3 separate regions of the Anas platyrhynchos genome follow, and regions 1 and 3 are each linked to region 2. Evidence: chromatin contacts called from public Hi-C data. All regions are on one chromosome and are shown on one strand. Each heading gives the region's core, a stretch centred on a gene start, on an enhancer-like site or on the middle of the called end of the contact. The rest is flanking DNA. Distances are from core to core; before and after follow the strand shown.

Evidence for each region. Hi-C and Micro-C count contacts between places; a contact is called where the count stands out from the background.
Region 1: a Hi-C map of skeletal muscle shows a contact between it and region 2, with 1.6 times the contacts expected there. The contact joins the promoter of ZNF609 here to the enhancer-like site in region 2. A contact is called at or near these places in 3 of 8 Hi-C or Micro-C datasets (skeletal muscle and small yellow follicle).
Region 3: a contact with region 2 is called in a Hi-C map of F1 follicle, with 2.4 times the contacts expected there. The contact joins two enhancer-like sites. A contact is called at or near these places in 5 of 8 Hi-C or Micro-C datasets (F1 follicle, liver, skeletal muscle and 2 more).

What each region holds. Positions count from the first base shown.
Region 1 is chr11:14,071,096-14,074,965 of IASCAAS_PekinDuck_T2T, reverse strand. It overlaps ZNF609 (zinc finger protein 609), which reads right to left and starts at 2,265. Exons shown (of 9, transcript XM_072043505.1): 1 at 2,093-2,265. It overlaps TRIP4 (thyroid hormone receptor interactor 4), which reads right to left. Exons shown (of 13, transcript XM_005017203.6): 13 at 3,585-3,817. The coding sequence ends at 3,750.
Region 2 is chr11:14,108,868-14,112,723 of IASCAAS_PekinDuck_T2T, reverse strand. All of the region lies in intron 3 of ZNF609 (zinc finger protein 609), which reads right to left. Among named protein-coding and RNA genes, the nearest start is that of OAZ2, 25 kb to the left of the region's middle. Within about 2 kb of position 1,578, at least 1 of the 8 cell types and tissues checked has an H3K27ac peak or open chromatin away from gene starts, as enhancers often do. A contact at or near this core is called in F1 follicle, where this site is marked.
Region 3 is chr11:14,051,625-14,055,425 of IASCAAS_PekinDuck_T2T, reverse strand. It overlaps TRIP4 (thyroid hormone receptor interactor 4), which reads right to left. Exons shown (of 13, transcript XM_005017203.6): 11 at 3,722-3,801. Among named protein-coding and RNA genes, the nearest start is that of TRIP4, 14 kb to the right of the region's middle. Within about 2 kb of position 1,720, at least 1 of the 8 cell types and tissues checked has an H3K27ac peak or open chromatin away from gene starts, as enhancers often do. A contact at or near this core is called in F1 follicle, where this site is marked.

The sequences.
Region 1 (3,870 bases), core at 1,016-3,515, 38 kb after region 2:
GGACTTCAGAGGAGAAGCTCTGGTGGCCGCAGGGCTGCGACCCGGGGTCACGGCCGCATGGCTGCTCGCGCTGCGGTTCCTGCAAGGGGGCTTTGCGACCTCGCCACTGCACGGAGGGAGAAATTATCCACCCTTCCCACCCAGCCCACGGCGCCAGGCTGCAGGTAGCTGAGCGTCCCTTACGCCAGGTTCTCCCTCAGAGCCAGGCTCTGCAAAAAATAATGTTGCCACTCTGCAGGCGCGCAGAGGACGCGGTAACGTGCGCCGAGGCACCTCCACGCACAGCCCGGCACCTCCAGCTAACGAGCAGCCGAATGGCGACGCGCAAAGCGCACAGGCCCTCCGCTGGAAATGAAGTCCAAGCATGAAAAAAAAAAAAAAAAAAAAGCCCCAGCGCCCCGGTCATACTCAATTACAGGTCATTACAACTTGCTTGATAATTAATTTCCTCTGGTGGCTCTAAACTGGCTCGGGGCCCTCGTCCTGAACGCGAGGCCGGTTTAGGTAAAACATTAAATCCTCGTTCTTTTGCACCAGCGAGATGGCCACGCTCCTGGCGCCGTGCACATCGCCCTTCCTCGGCGAGCTCTACCCCGCGGGGAGAGGAGAAAACGCTGGTGGATTAAAGGGGGGGGAAAAAGAACGAGGATTTCTGTTTTCGAGACCAAAACGGCCTCAGAACGATAAATTATAAATTATTCCGTTCAAAAGCTAATCAATAAAATAAGCTGACTGGATTTTTCGAGCGCTGTGCAGGGCTGTGTACTGCCAACAAAGAGCTAGAAATGTGCAGCATAATCCGATGCCGGAGTCATCACACAAAGCGTGGAAATAGGTTTTCCTGAGGATGTCCAGGCGAGGAAGGCTCGCACACCAGCATCGGCCCTGCTCTCAAAGTCAGCCCCGACACCGGCATCCTTATTCTTCTGGAGGGGGGGAGAAAAAAAAGGGCCCGCGAGCTCTTGGCCATACGTCACACAAAAAAATTCGTCTAACACCTCCTCCGAGGGAAAGGGCCTACCCAGAACGGGGGGGAAGGGGGGAAAAAAAAAAAGGAAAAAAAAAAAAAAAAAAAAAGAGGCCTGCTGGGAGGTGGAGGGGAGCCAAGTCTGACAGACAAGACCTGAACCTGTGACCTTCCCTGTGTACACAATGGGCGGGAGGGAGGGAGCGCTTTATCTCAGGAGCGCCCGTTCTCACCCCTCGGCTGCACCCGGAGAAAACCGGAGCCGTTCGTGGCCACCGGAGCCATTTGTGGCCACCGGAGCTGCTCGTGGCCACCGTGCCCGGCCGGCAGCTTCGGCACTTACCGCAGCCACGAGCGTCCCGGGGGGCTCGGGATGGGGCTGTGAGGAGCACAGTGGCGGCTCCAGCACCGGGTGCTTGGGGTGCTCGGGGTGCCCTCGATTCCAGGCAGCGGAGGAGCCCCGTGCCCTCCAGCGGGTGCCCCCCCCGCGCCCCCAAACACAACTTACGCCTGGAAATCGCCTGGCAGGAGGCTCTCGCCCGCTGGTGGGGGGCACCCACGAGGTCCCTGCGGTGCCCAGGGCGCTGGGTGCGAGGGGAGCAGCCCCCCAAAAAGCCACCCCCAGAGGGGGGGGGTGGGCTCCGGGCACCCTGAGGCACAGCGGGGACGAGCAGAGACCCCCACAGCACCCAGAGCCCCACGGACACGGGGGGGGGGTGTTCCAGGGAGGGGGGCGGCCCCTGCACACACACCCCCCCCGGGGCCTGGGGGCACAAGGCGAGGCCCCCCCACACTGAGGGGTTTGGGGGGGGGCAACGGCCACAGAGGGGGCGGGGGGGGCGTGAGGGGGAACCGGGACCAACGGTCCGGGAGGGGGGAGGGGGCGGCCCAACGGCCACCGGGGGAGGGGAAAAGAGGGGAAAAAGGGGGAAAAAAGGGAAAAGGGGGGGGAAAGGGGGGAAGAGGGGGAAAGGGGGGGGGGGTCCCGGCCCCAACGGCCGCACGGGGGGGGGGGGGCGGGCTCGGCCCGTGACGATCCCCTCAGGGAGGGGGGGGTGGGGGGGGGCACCGGGGGCGACGCCGTTCTCCGCCCCCCCTCCCCCTCCGGTCGGTGGCGGCACTCACCGGGCTCCAGCTGGCGTCCCGGCCGGCCCTAGGTGTCCTCCATGAGGGCCGCGGGGGGGGCTCCTGCCTGCAGCGGGCAGCTAGGGCCGGGCGGCGGGGCCCGCCATGCCGCCGCTCGGGGCAGGCCGCGCCGGTGTCCGCCTGGCGGGGCGGGGCGGGGCGGGGCGGGGCGCGCGGCCGCGGGATCGGCTCCGCTCGGCTCCGCTCGGCTCCGTTCGGCTCCGTTCGGATTCGTTCGGCTCCGCTCGGCTCCGCTCGGCCCCGCTCGGCTCCGCAGCTCGCAGCGCGCCGCCTCCGTGCCCGGCTGGCCGCAAAACGCGGAGTGGAGCCGAGCGGAGCGGAGCGGGAAGCGCCCAGAGCTGCCCCCGGCCAGGGGGGGGTTTAGGGGAGGGTTTGGGGGCGCGGTGGGCTGGGGGGTGGCTCCCAAGCCTGGTGGTGCAGCTGAGAGTCGAGGGGGGGTGTGGGGCAGGTGCACAGAGGTAATTCTCGGTCTGAAGCTGCTCACAGGAGCCGTGGGGGCCGTTTGGCCCCAACCCCAGCACCCCAAAAGAGGGGAACCCCAATGGCACCCATGGGGACCCCTGGCAGGGCAGGGGGGCACCAATGGGACGGGCACTTGGGGCACATCCACCAGCTCCAGCCCCCACACATGGCAGAGGGCACCTCCTGGCAGCGGGCAGCTCCCTTGGGGCAGGTTGCGGGGCTCCAGGAGGGTCCCCAAGGAGCAGGAGGAAGGGGCGGCAGCGCTTTGTGGGGGCTGCGGCCACACCGAAACCCCCCAGGGACTTGGGGACACCGAGGGCACGGTGGGGCCGAGCCTGGAGCGAGGTGGCACCAGGGAGCACAGAGGTGTGATGAGCAGGGGCAGGTCGATGCAGGGAGCTGCTGAATGTGAAGGATTAAGGAAAGGGGGAAATGGATCTTGCTCGCCAGGCACAGCGGGTTTGTAACTCGCAGCAGGAGCAGCTTCTGCAGGGAGGCTGCTGCTCCAGCACAAACCAGGAGAGAGAATGCACGGCCCAAAGGCACCATGCACCAACCCTCGGGGCAGGTGGGACCAGGGCCCACCTCCCACCCCCGACCCCATAGATGTGCTGTGGGGCTGCAGGGTGCAGGCATCACAGCTGCTGGGAGCCATCCCACGAGCCCCACGTGTTTTTTCGGCCCAGCAGAAGGCATCGAGCACTGCAAGCCCTGCCGAGCACCCGGGAGCAGTCACGGTGTGCCCTCCTGCGAGGCCAGCACACGTCCCAGCCCAGGGGAAAGGCACGAGCTGCCTCTTTGCTTTGGAGGGGGACGCTGCCATGGCTGGGACAGAGCCAGCTCCGAGGGGCTGGGACGGTGGCTGGAGGCCGTGCTGCCCACAGGCTCCCTGGGATCAGTCGTGGGGTCCCCACGGGGGACAGACACCAGCACCCAAATGTGTCACCGCATCAGCTCCGTCTCCCACCCACCCCTTTCCGTGGCGCTGGGCCCTGGGCAGGGAAAGAGCTTGGTGAAAACACTTCTTTTAATGTTTTCCGAGTACAACACGGAGCGATACCCAACGGTGACATCGCAGCCTCCTTCCCGCGAGCACCTGCTCCAGAGGCGAGGGCCGCGGCAGCACCCGCGGGTGGCGGTCCCGGTGGCAGTGCCCGCGTGGGAAGGTGGCAGCTCACAGCACTGCTTTCTGCTTCATCAACCCCTTCTTCGCTCCCTGATGGATCTTGGAATCCAGCTTCCCTGTAAAGAGAGGGGTGGGGGGGAAAGGGAAAAAAAAAAAACAACACAACCCT
Region 2 (3,856 bases), core at 329-2,828:
ATTCTGCCAGCAAATATTAGATAGGAAGCGGCCGCGCTGTGGGAGTACCAGGAAATTATGCATAATAAAGCTCCACTTCTCTCCGACGACGTGCGAGCAGCCGCCTGGCTTCCAGGGCTGATGCCTCCCCCTCCGATGGGTGCCGGAGGGGAGGCAACTCTTCACCTGCCATCGCTGATCTGAAGCCGAGAGCGGTCACGGCCACGCCGTCATGGTTTTTGGAGGCTTCAAAGGGCTGCGCTGAGCCCGGGCAGGCTGCTGAATGGCTCGGCAACCTTGGAGGGGATTTACAATCGCTCACGACTTTTGGAAATGCCATTAAAGCAAATGAGAAATCCATATTCCCAGGCTCCTCTCCCTTGCTGCATAAGGCTTAAAAACTCATCTGTTTCTGGGTTCAAGTTCTCATGGCTACGAACGACGGATTTTGCTCACAGGGGATTGTGTCTCCCCCTCTGAAGCCCCAAAGCCCAGCTCCAAACAGCGCACTTGTGGCCCACCCCCGATTTAAAGCAGCCCCAACGGGACCCTCAGCAGCAATGCTGCTCCCAGCCACAAGGCAGGGCTGCAGGATCCAGCAAGGCAGCACACCAGGTATGCAGAGCCAGCAGTTTGGGAGAGGGCTCCCTCCTGGTCATGGTGAGACCTTCCAGTGCCTGCCCTCACCTCCAACCCTGCCCATCCCTATCACCTCCCAGCTGCACCCCTCCTGCTCCTCCCTCGGCTCACACCATGTCTCCGAGCTCGTGCTGGGATTTTGCAGGTTGGGCAGAAACAGGAGGCCGTTTGCCTCGTTCCTACAAGGGTTTGAAGCCCAGACATCAGCTTGTTTGAGCCACACACAGCCCCATCAGGTAGGATCTGGTCTGGTCCTGCTCCCGCTGAGCACGGGCAGGGATCTGCTGGCCCACAGGTGACACCAGCGAGGAGGATGGAGGAGAGCCGGGAGCTAACGAGGCAGCGAGCGGAGCGATGCTCTCCGGTATAATTAGATCAGTTAATAGTTGCTGCAGATCGAAATCGCACCTAACAGAATTAGGGAAACTGCCAAGACAGCTGCTCCCATGAAAGGCATTTAACAAAACACATTCCCTGCACAAGACGGGCTCGGTGAAGGGGCAGCCGTGCATGGAAGCTTCCTCATCGCGGTGGTGGGACAGCCGGGGGTGGAGAAGATGATGGTCGTGGCCATGAGACACCTGGACAAGGATGGAAGATGTCATGGAGCTCCTTGGAGCTTCACACTCCCTCCTCTGATGGACCAGCTCTGCTTGTCCTTCCGAAGATGCGGCAGACTTTGTCTTTATGACACCTTCTCCACAATTTCATGGCCATGAGGACAACCCAAAAAGCATTTCATGAGAAAAGGGAGCCACGCTGCCTTCCCCCATGCAGCCGACCCCTTCCAAGGAAGAGTTCACATCTTCAGCAGCCACAACCAGCCATGAGGCAAACCCACTGGAAGAGGAGCTGTGAAGCTGGATGAGCCCAAATATACTTTTGCCGGCACGCACAGAGCGGTGCCGATCCCCTCAGCTTCTTGGCGTGGTCAGGAGCGAGTGGAGAGGAGCAGCTGGCAGGAAGGTCAGTGTTGGAGCGATGACCATGGGGCAGCGATCCCTGAAGGCCAGCTGACATGGCCGAGCTTCGCTGCTGCTCCCGCTGCCTTTCCCCAGGGTCTGGTGGGGCTGAGGCCCACGGAGGCTCCGCTGAGGCTGCGGCATCGCGAGGCTGGGGGCAGAGGTGGAGCATGGTGGGGTGGAGGTGGGAGGTGCCGCAGAGGGACTCAGCCGTGCCCAAGGACACCTCGTGCAGCTCTGGACATGTGCCTTGCCCTGCAGCCCTTCTCCATCAGCGGGGCGAGGAGAGATGCTCGCCACATCTCCTCCAGCAACGCCCCTAACCCTGCCGGGAGAGAGGTGCCAGGCAGGGAACTGCTGAGAGGGGGATGGATTCACCCCAAGCTTCCAGGTGTACAGAACCGAGCAGGAGCGGTGCCTCTGCTGCGGGAGCTGATGTACGTGGCAGACTGGGAACGACCGAGGGAAACAGCAGGGTTTGTATTCTGCGTGACAGGAGTGCAGGGTTTGCTGCAAAAGCCATCGCTCCTGACAGCAGGAACCCAGCCGCAGCCAGCAGAGGCAGGCAGAGAAGGATCTTTGCACAAGTTCATTGAATTACTGCGGACTAAAAATAGCCGAGCTGCAGGAATCGCAGCGCGCCTCCGAGGCAGGGTCTGAGCCGAGAGCTGCACAGGCGAGGGGAGATGCAGCAGGACAGGCAGAGAGCGGCGGCTGGGGAGGAAGGGGAGCTGCACACAAACACCCAGCAGTGATGCTGAGGGAGAATGGAGCTGGGAAACCAGCAGCACGGCCACCTCCTTTGAAGGATCGGAGGGCCCCGCGCAGCCACCGGGGCTCGTGCGCTTTGTGGAGCGATGCGGAGCTGCCGTGGGAGCAGAGCACGGTGCTGGCACGGGCAGGAGGTTAGCACTTGTACGCAGCTCCCCAACGTGCCTCTTGTAAACCCCCAGCCCGGAAAGCCTGGATGAATCCTGCTCTGCTGCTCACACTTCAACGCCTCCCAGCCAGCCGAGGGGGCTGCGGGGAGGTGTTTTGGCTCTCTGCCTCCCGTGGCCTTGGGGATGCTCTGTTTGTTCCTCCTTGCGTGGCCAAATGGGCTCCGCTGTCCACCACACGCACCTTTTTCCAATTTCCACCAAAAAATACAAAATAAAAAAGCTCTCCAACCTCTCATCAGCCCTCCCCATGGGGGGCTCCAACTGTGCCAGTAAAACCAGAGCCCTGGGGCTTTCCAGCTGCAGCTCAGGGGGGTTCTGGAGTCACACAGGACCTCATCACCTTGGAAGCACTGCTGCCGGGCTGGTGCTGACCCTGACGGCTTCCCAGGCAGATCCCACAGCCCTGGGCCCAGCAGAGCAGCAGCTGCACGGCCGCTTGTTCCCTTGTCCTCACCAGCAAGGCGAGCTCCAAGACGAGGATCCCCGGGGTCTGATTTTACAGCCTGTGGCTTCCTCCTGCCTTGGGAGCAGCAGAAAAAACCACCCTGACAGCTCCCCGCTGCCTCAATTCAGACGAATTTTTCCATAGTGAGCAGAAGGGGAAGCAGGGAGGGCTGAGGAGCGTGAGACAGCTGGAGGTCCCCGACCCAAGCTGTGCTGGAAGCAGGCCTCCAAAGGAGCTCTTGGTTACTGGCCGAGGCAACCTGTCAGCTGGCCCCTGTCACCTCTGCTCCTCCTCACCTTTGTGCCTCTGGGCTCTGCTTCTGCTTCCAGAGCCAGCTGAAGCCAGACGAACGCGAGGAGTTCACCCCAGGCCTCCAGAAGCAGCAACCTCCCATGTCCCGAGGAGGCTGGAGGGAAGGCCAGGTTCCAGCGCTCGCCGTGGTCCGCTGAGCCACCTATTCATCCCTGTGTGACTTGGCAGAGCCCCAACAGCAACTAAAACCCATCAAAGGAGCTGGGAAAGCAAACCAAGCTGTGCGCAGATGAGACGAGCTCCAGCGGAAAAAGGTTCGATTGGCTTGGCAAGAGAGACGAGAGCCTGATCTCCTGTTGAGTCTATTTTGAAAGCTCCGCTGGGGTTTTTTAATCCAGCAGGAGATTTCTGCTGCCTCCCAGGGCTTGAGCGCTTTTGTGACAGACCTGCAGGTTGCCAAGTAGAAATGAAGTCAACTCTGTCGAGTTCCCATTCGGGCTGGCATGGCCTCTCCTCTGGCACCTCCAGGAGCAAGTTAGCTCTTGCAGAAAGGCAGAGAAATGGCAGCTTAGATTTTCGCCCACTGTCTGGGCGACAGGATAACACAACGTGCTGGGCTGACGCAAGTTTTGGCCTGT
Region 3 (3,801 bases), core at 471-2,970, 57 kb after region 2:
GTATAATCCACAAATGTGGTTTGCCCTGTACTTGTGAAATGGTTTCTTCTGGAAGACGCAGAAGCTTCACATGAAAGTTGGCAAAGAGGAGAGGTGTGAGCCTAAGCACAGCGCCTGAAAAGCGCTCTGCTGTGGCTTCATCTCCGAGAGGTCTCTGCTGCTGCACCACGGCACTTACCCGCTAACATACTGCGGGTCTGCAGAAAATTGGCAGTGTTTCTGCGTGCTGTAAGTGGGGGAAAAAAAACGTTCTCCTTTCCTGCTCCCCCAGGAGCTCGGAGGAGTCTTCGTACACAAGAAATTGCTGGATTATGCTGCTGACAAGTGGCTTTGGTGCTGCTTGCTGATGAACCTCAGCTGAATCATCAGTGTGATCAACAGGGATTTCCTGCTCCCAGCGAAATCCAACTCGGATTTCTGAGTTGGCGCTGCACACATTTTCATCTTGCTAGCACTTGCAATTAAATTAATCTCAGCTTCTTTCAGATGCACTTGCTGCTCATGCTACTCCAAAAACACACACATTTTCTCAAAAACCCACTTCAGAAGGATGCTCACATCTCCAAATTCAATCTTACAAGCCAGAGAAGTGAACGCTGCATATAGCGAGCCTGGAAAAAAGATTTACAAAAGCACCCAAAGAAGACAACAAAATAGGAATTATAAAAATCTTGCAGTACAGGAGCAGCAAAAAGCTGGTGAGATATAAACCTGCACGTGCCATGGCTTTGTGGCACCAAGGAGAGAAGAAAATCTCTTGCCTGTAGGCCTCGTAACAGCGCTCCTGGAACATGCTACTCGTCTCCTACTACCTCTGCAGCCAAATGGTGTCAGCGAACTAGGAGGAATTTATAGGGAACATTATTTATTGCGAGTTTTCTCTGTGGGAACAGTAAAGACTAGTTACCTATAGTTTGATTTCAAGATTTTACGAAGCTGTGGCTGCCATTTTACCAATGCCTAAAGAATAAACTCATGAAGGAAGAGGAAGGATGGGGGTTGATTGTGCATGATACAGGGGGAAAAAAATCCTATACTGACCCCAGTGTCCTTTCCTCTTCTCTCTGCCAAGGTTTGCTCCCATACAAAGGCCACATATGTGCAGATTGTTGTAATCCAGTCCCAATGCTCCCTCTGCTGCTCGTACTCTAACCTCTCCCCCTTCCTGAGAAAACTGCCCCTGAATGAACAGAGATGCAGCCTCATCAGTAATATTCTCTTCATCTGTAGTTCCCAGGCATCTCTCCTAAATTCTGCTTGACAAAACCTCACGGGATCTGGGAAGGCCAGAAAAGCACTTCACGAGGAACAGCCCCCAACCACTGATGCCTCTCCAACTCTTCATGGCTAGAAGGCACCCACCAGCCCGGTGTGTTCTCCTCCTCTGGCCCAAATAATCCATTTATTCTTTCTCAGAAGCCAGTCTTGTTCACTACCAAGCCCTACATGCCGGTGTCTGGTGACTCCCATCAGACCAACCTGAGCTGTACCGGGGCAGTGGAATGAACAGACACGATGCAGTATCGAGAGCAGCCCTGCCGTGCGTGGCACTGAGCACAGGCTTTGTAAGCTAATAAAATGCAGCCTGAGGAAAGCAGCTGCTCCATTTTTGGGGCATGGAGGCAAGTCACAGCATCACAGAACAGACTCAGAGCCCAGGAGGCCTCTGGACCCCCTGATCAAAGCAAGGTCAACACTGAATTCAAGCGAGGTCGCTCAAGGCTTTGTCCTGCCGGGTCTTGGAAACCTCCAAGGGTGGAAACTGCACAACCTCTCTGGGCAAGGCCTGCTCTCATGGGGAAATATGGTGTCTTAAGTCACACTGAAACCTCATCTTCCAATTTACAACCTCTGCCCTCATCCTCCTGCCACATACATCAGGAAAGAGCCTGGCTCTGTTCCTCGGTAAGCTCCTGGTAGGCAGTAGAAGGTCTCTACAAAGTCTTCTTCCTCAGCCCATCCTCACAGGGTGCGTGCTCCAGCCCCTGTCCACCTCGGAAGCCTCCACTGGACTCACTTCAGTTTATCGGCCTGCTTTATAAGCACAGCAATCCAGGTGTGGTTTAAATGATGCTGAGCACAGGGAATGATCACTTCTGAGGGCCGTAACCCTGCTGCTGATGCAGCCCAGGGTGCTGCTAGTTCCAGAACTCCCCTTTACCCTCCAGGCCACTGCTAAATCCATTAAACAGGAGGTTTGAGGAACAAACCCAAGGAACAGCACCTGCAGCTTGCCTCCAGGGAGGTTACAAGCCAACCACCGCCACACCTGGAGCTGAACGGCCCAGCCAGTTTTTAACCAGTCCACCTCCCCAGGCTGTAATGGCTCATCTCGGATACAATCCCATTGCAGCGGATCCCACAGACAGCCCTGCTAAATGCAGAGCTGGAGACATACACTGCTCTGTTTGCCCATAGAAGGCAGCCAGATTAATGAAGCATGACTTACCCTAGGTAAATCAACACTGGCTATTCCCAGTCTCTTTCGTGTGCTCCAAAATGGCTTCCAGGAGCCATTACAAGAGCTCTAGCAATTTCAAAGGACCGAAGTGATGTTGGCAGGCCTGAAGTGCCTGGGATCATCCCTCTTGCCCCTTATAAAAATGGATGTAATATTCACCTTTCTCCAGGTATTGGGGTCCTCTTCTGATCTCCACAACCTTTCAAAGATCAGAGTGGCCTCAGAAAAGCATCTGCCAACTCTCTTAGCAATTTTGGATGCGCACCATCAGCGCCCACCGACCTGTACAGGCTGAGATTTTGAGACATTCCTAACAACACCCCTGCACTATGGGTAGCTGCTGTTCTCCTTGAACCTTGCCACTAGGGATAAGATCCTGGGGAGACCTCGTTGCAGAAGCCTCAACCGTACTTGTGTCCCTGGTCACCAAATCACCTGCTTCATTCAGCAGAAGCCCCACTTAAACCTCCCTTGAGTGTCTTGACCCACTGGATTCTCCAACTTCCCCCCTTCACTGCACCCAGGGGCTCAGGATGTCGACAAATCACTGCAGTAACTGCAATCTCTGCTGTCCACACTCAGGGAGTGGTTTGCTGTCCTCCAAAACCAGCCAGACAGGTACCTGACCCTAGTGCAGAGTCCTCCCCAGGATAGGAAGATCAGCACAGTTATCCTGCCTGGCTAGGCAAGACTTTGAGCCATTCTTCCTGTCAGGATCCCATGAAGTTTGTTAAGAGAAACAATCGGTGCTTTAGAAGAAGTCGCATCCACGTGAGATGTCAGCTCCCCGAATTTGCCAGACGAGGATAAAAAACAGAAATACATTAATGCATGCCCGTTTTCCACAGTTCCTCACAGCCGCAGCATTCTGGGGCACATCTGTCCACGCAGCAAGGGAAGCAACAGCTGCCAAGAGCCACTGCAGCACGGTCTCTCAAGCTAGCATTGGTTTAATTAAACAGCTACAAGTCCTTTTTGAAAAGAGTGTCACAGTAGGTGAGACACTAGTTCCAACCCAGAAAGGCTGGCCAGAGACTGAGTCTTTATTAGTCCCCCACACCCTTCCAGAGCTGCTGAGACACATTACCTTGCACAGCCGCTGGTTATCCACACAGGACTGCGTGGTAGCAGCGTCTTCTCTCATTGCGCTTTAAGATTTTTATTCACCACCTTCTCCAGAGCATCTCACAGACGCAAGTTACACTACTTGAAAAGCTTGCTGCTATTGCAGGCTTGTAAAGGTCTGTTTGCTGTACTTACCTGCTCATTAAACTGCTCTTGTGATAAACAATCAGTTATGTCCACGCAGCCTAGGAGGCACCCCGAGGGATAATCGCTTG